Regions from separate parts of the Arabidopsis thaliana genome. Here region 2 is linked to region 1. Evidence: chromatin contacts called from public capture Hi-C data. All regions are on one chromosome and are shown on one strand. The core of a region is the stretch at or near the end of the contact, and the rest is flanking DNA. Distances in the headings are between cores, read along the strand shown.

Region 1 (2,753 bases), core at 129-2,628:
ATGTCACAAACACAAACATCAAATCTTAAATACATAAAATTATCAAACTAATTTTAGATTTTTAAATATATATAAAAAAAAAGAAAAAAGAGAGGAAAAGGGACCTGAAGAGCATCTCCAACATTAATGAAGAAAGAAGAGTGATCAGGAGGGACAGCGACCCAACTTCCATCTTTCACACAGATTTGAAGACCCGCCGTGTTATTAGATCTTAGCACTGAGATTATCTGTGGGTCTGTGTGTTCCCCAAACCCCACCTTCACCATCTTCTCCGCCTCTTCCTCCGCCGCCGGATAATGGTTTAGTCTCAGGCACGAGTCACTCTTCTCATCTCTCAGCATTTTACTCAGAGTGTCCCTTGGCTCTATCCCTAGTTCTTCGGCAACCATCTCCAACACCTTGTACGACACTTCCTTAATCTCCTTCATGTACTCCTCCACCGACTCACTGTTTATATTTGTTTACTCACAACTGTCAGATTGTTTCAATGAAGAAAAAAGTAGTACTAGCTAGAAGATGAAAAAAACAAAACAGAGTGCTCTGTTTCTTGAAATGTATAAAGAAAAGGAGTGATGATTTATTTAGAACAAAGATTTGTTTTTAACAGTATCTTAAGTGAAAATAAGTGATGTAACGTTGTTTTTTGAGATTACCGGAAAATTTGAGGGGTTTGACGGAAAACGGCGGAGGTTTTAGGAGAGGAGAGCTGAGGATTAGCATTGAGGAGGAGATACTCAATCCAACCAACGTCACCGTTTGGTCCAATCCGTTTATTACCATAACCGTACGGTTCAGGTGGACCGGCCCGGTTTTTAAGAGACTGAGGCAAGCCGAAGAAGCCAATAGCCTCCTGCTCTAACCGAGTCATGAGTTCGGGTCGGACTCCGTGGTTTACGACCTTGAAGAACCCGAACTCCTCGCAGGCTTTTACGATTCGGGTTTTCGCTTCCGGATCGGCTAGGTTGACGACGGGGATTGAATGGGAAGTGAGAACCGGAACCGGTTTGTATGTGGGGATTAGGGAGATGTGGTTATCTAAAGTGACTGGCTGTGGCAAAACCACCATGTTTGGTTTTTGTAGGTTTACACTTAACTTGCAAAATCTTTATAAAAAGAAAGTTGTTGAAGATTGAAGCAAAGGTTGAGGAAGAAGAAGGAAAAGTTTTTGTAGTTATGATTTAGGAACTATCGAGGAAAGCTATTTTGCTTGGCATTTATAGGGAGTGGTATGTGGGGGATGACGGAGAAAAGGTTACGAAATTTATAAAATGGTTACTATGATTTTTTAATTTATTTATTCTAAGATATTATATGATTATTTGGTCATATTTATTTTTATTTTGCATGTCGAGTCTATTCTTGTATCTCGCACACATGGAAATACAGCGTGGAGTTTTTGTTTTTATTTTCTTATTTGGGTTTATGAAATCGAAGTTGGTATAGTGAGAATATGGTATTGGTATGGTCCTGTTTTATGTTTTTTCTTTTTGCATTTTACATTTGACTAATCACGTATTCACGCGTATGGATTGTCGACAAAGGAAGAAAAGAATCACGGGTCGTAGTTTTACTTAATTAATTCTTGACTCGAAATGTTTCAACAATTTCACGATTATAATGTACAAGATAAAGTTATGCTTTATGTAAGAAAAAGCTATAGTCTTTTGATGAAATTTCTTTTTTCGTTAAAATGAAAATACAAAATATATGTAGAGAAAACACTACTATTTAGTATTAGGGATATTGTCAAGCCCACAATCTAATATTTAGGTCACTGAAATTAAAAAGATATTAATAATAAGGAACGTGACTAAATGCTTTTACAGGAAATATATTCCTACGTAGATATTGTTGAAGATAAAACCCATCGATAAAGTCTTCTATATTTAGCTCTTTTCTAACGTGCTACTAGAAATAGTTAAACTTGAACAGGGTTATAGATTGGGCGGTGAGTGAGATTCTCAGATTCACACGATAGAAAAAACAATTGCATCTTGCCAATCTTATGAAATATTGTCATTCTTAAAAAAAAAAAAGCATTGCCATTCTTTATTAGTTAATAATTTACTGGAATCACTATTATTGTATTCGAGTCAGTAAAATGTTAGTATATTTATAATATTATCAAATTAAGTTAAAGCAAATGGGAAGTCGACATATTTTCGGTGGTAAGACTTGGACGCCAAGGCTTCTCTCCGACGCGCAGTAATTAACTTTTGTTTACTCTATTTAATTTATTTGTTCAATAATATCTAAGTGCATGTAGGGTTGGGAATATATATACATATATAATTTTATTTTGAACATTCGGGTTGAAATATATATTTTTACCGTTTTAGGGATGAATTTGAAATCAGAAGTATACAAATTACAAATTCTAGGTTTAAATCAAACTGCCAGAGGGAGCTCTTAATATATCTAAACAAAAAAATTATTATTTTAGATATACTGTGAATCATGATAAATAAACCTTGCACTCGAAACAAATAATTCATTGTTACATGTATTAACGATTATTTCTGATACATAATGTAATCTTTATTGCTTCCAAAATTCGATGTAGGTGCTTTCTGGTTGTAGGTTCTCTCCGGTTTCTCGGTGGTGAATTATTACCAGTAAGAGTATGGTGGTTAAAATCATAACCTCATGTGTTTCCTAGGATTTGGTTTTGATGTGGTCGTATTTAACTATTGTAGTATTTACATGATGCCTATGGATCAGAACTTCCGATTACCAAATAATAATAGTACTTA
Region 2 (2,753 bases), core at 77-2,576, 88 kb before region 1:
CACAATGTACTATTACCTGAAACCGGTCATAATGCGAAATCAGAACGAGTTCATCTCCAAACAATAAGTCCTCCTCTTGATCAACATCTTCGCCACAGTCCCAAACGGTTCCTCAAAAGCATCAGACAACCAAGAAGCATCACAAACTTCCTTCTTAGACTCACTCGGCCTAATAGCCACCAATGTCGCACCTTTCAACACCGTCCCATCAGGTAAATCCAATTCCGGAGCATACCACAACCTCATATTCAACGCAGGCACAAGCGTCCTCTTCGAAGCAGAAGAAGCTGATAAAGGAGTAACTCTAAGCTCTTCAAGCTGTTCTCTATTCATACACAAAACACCTTGCCCATCAGCATCAGATAAAACCAAACGATCTAACGACTTATGCTCATTGATAATCGGTTGAAGAAGATAATGCCGAGCCGACGCAGCGATTAACGAGCTTATCGTCCAAACCACACGAAGCTTAAGCCCTCCATTAGTGTAAAACGACTCAGGTATGTTACCATTGTCTTCATCAACCGAATTCTCATGATTCTTCACTGAATTCGACTGAATCACCGAAGATGCTCCAAGTATCATACAATTATCAAGCGTAGATCCAAAATCAGCTCTCCATTTCAACAATATACCATCCTCGATACCTAATTCTCCTGTAGGAAGTTCGATTTTCAAAAACCGAATCTCACCGAAGTTTTTCAATACCTGAGTCGGAGAGTGATGCGTTACGCCGATCTCATCGTTAATCGCTGAAAACGACGCATCGAACGAAGAAGACGATCGTTTCGGTCCTAGAATCTGCCCTAACATTTGAAACGGTTTGAAAATTGGAGCGAATACGAGACGGAACAAGGCGGAGAAGGAGCCACCAGCACCGCCGGCGTCTGAGATCGATGCAGTGTTTAAAGAGAATCGATGATTCTCGTCGGAGGAAGAGGAATCATCGTCGGAGATAACACAATCAACACGGACGAGAACGTTCTCAACGAAAGGGACGAGAGAGTGGAATCTACGAGATACGATGCAGCAACGGCCGAGATCTTTGACGTCGGCGACTTTGTCGAAGATTAAGAGGAGGAGAGAGTCAGGGAGGAGATCGAAGTGGTCGAAAGAGGTTAGAGATTGAGGTTCTGGGTGGATTCGTGAAACCGGATCGGAGCGAAGAAGGTAAGACATGGCTTTGGGGGATTTTTCAGAGTGTGAGATCTGAGGAGGAAGAGAGAGAGATGGGAGAAGACTCCATTGATGGATTGATTTGGAGAAGATGAAGAGGTGTTGGCTCGTGATTGTTTTTGTCTTTTAGTGAGAGCAAAGAGAAAGAAGTGTTTTTATTTTTATTAATGAAATGTGATATTATCTCATTTTTGCATGAGTTTATGAAATTAATTATGGATTATGAGAAAAAAAAAAAAACTCTTAATTATTAAAATAGTTTCGCAATTGCGTCGGTGTTTTTTTTTTTACGAACTACTGTTACTATTTTAAGAAATTGTAAGTTCTCTTGATTATAAATAGTTTCGCAATTATGTAGATGTTTTACCAATTATGATATATTAAAATTTTTGTAAGTTCTTATTTAATCCGTGATATCATAAAAATGAATTAAAATTATATAATAGATTTTGGAGTTGGATCTATTTTTATTTTAGTAAAATTTCGTTTTTAATTTTTTTAAATACAAAATTAATATATAAATATAAGGATGATTTAACTGAATAACCATATTTGATAAACAAATTAAGAATATAGCACCATATGTATAGAAATTAAGAAAATAGCATGTAAGGATAAGGAAAAGACAATTTTAGTGTTGAATTGGAGGTGAGATGATTTAGTAACACTTACTTTAGTTTTCACCTATTTGTTTTTTTTTTGCTATATCTTTTCCAAAATATAAATTCCAGTTATAAAATTTCTTAGAAAAAACCCTATGTTTTTTTGTACATACAAAATAGTTTGAATTCTTAAAATCGGATCTGAATTTATAAAATAGTAAATAGTGTTTGTAAGTAAAAACATGTACTATTTTGGATAGAAATAAAATGTTGTATTATACTATTTTGGATGTATAGAAAAACTATACCCTAAGATACAACTTTGTAGTTTGTCATTTTCGTTTGTTTGTTATGTGATACAAAAAAAAAGAAAAAGAGAAGAGATTGAGAGAAGAAAGAAAAAGAAATGAAAAAGAGAGAAGAGAAAGAGGGACTTAGAATGAGGTGGAGAGAAAGAAGTAAATATGCCATTATTATATATAATATAGAGAGTATAGCTGATATTTTTGCCTTGTGTTACTTTCTTAATTTATAAGTTTTTGTTAGTTATTCTTGCAAATTTCCCTAAATATAAAACTGTCATTCTAAAAGAATTGAAGTTTAGTTTTAATGTTCTTTTCACTAAAGTCTTCCATAATTTAACGATTCTGCAATATAAATATTCAAAATATTACACAATACTTTTTACAAAAGACAAATTACATAATTTAGCGGAAATAGATATAAGGTTTTAAAAGTTTTTTTTGTTAAGTATCACTGTATAAATTTATTAATTAGAACGAACAAAATCTTGTTTTTTTCCTATTCATTTGATTTTTTTTTGTTGGAAAAAAATGATTTCTTAGATTTTAAAAATATTTTAATATATATTGAATTTTTGCATTTAAAATTAAATTATTGGTTGGAGTTGAACGAGAGAGAAGGCTACTGACTACTGTAGTGTTTGTATTACTGTCTCCGTCATGAGTTGGTAGT

Evidence for each region. Capture Hi-C pulls out chosen DNA fragments and counts their contacts.
Region 2: a contact with region 1 is called in a capture Hi-C map of shoot, with 2.2 times the contacts expected there. A contact is called at or near these places in 1 of 26 Hi-C or Micro-C datasets (callus) and 2 of 3 other capture datasets (seedling and shoot).

Annotation. Positions count from the first base shown.
Region 1 is chr1:10,536,082-10,538,834 of TAIR10.1, reverse strand. It overlaps GA2OX2 (gibberellin 2-oxidase), which reads right to left and starts at 1,378. Exons shown (of 3, transcript NM_102743.3): 1 at 654-1,378; 2 at 105-447. The coding sequence starts at 1,066.
Region 2 is chr1:10,623,573-10,626,325 of TAIR10.1, reverse strand. AT1G30200 (F-box family protein) reads right to left here and starts at 1,326. Exons shown (of 2, transcript NM_202211.3): 1 at 17-1,326. The coding sequence starts at 1,179. The coding sequence ends at 40.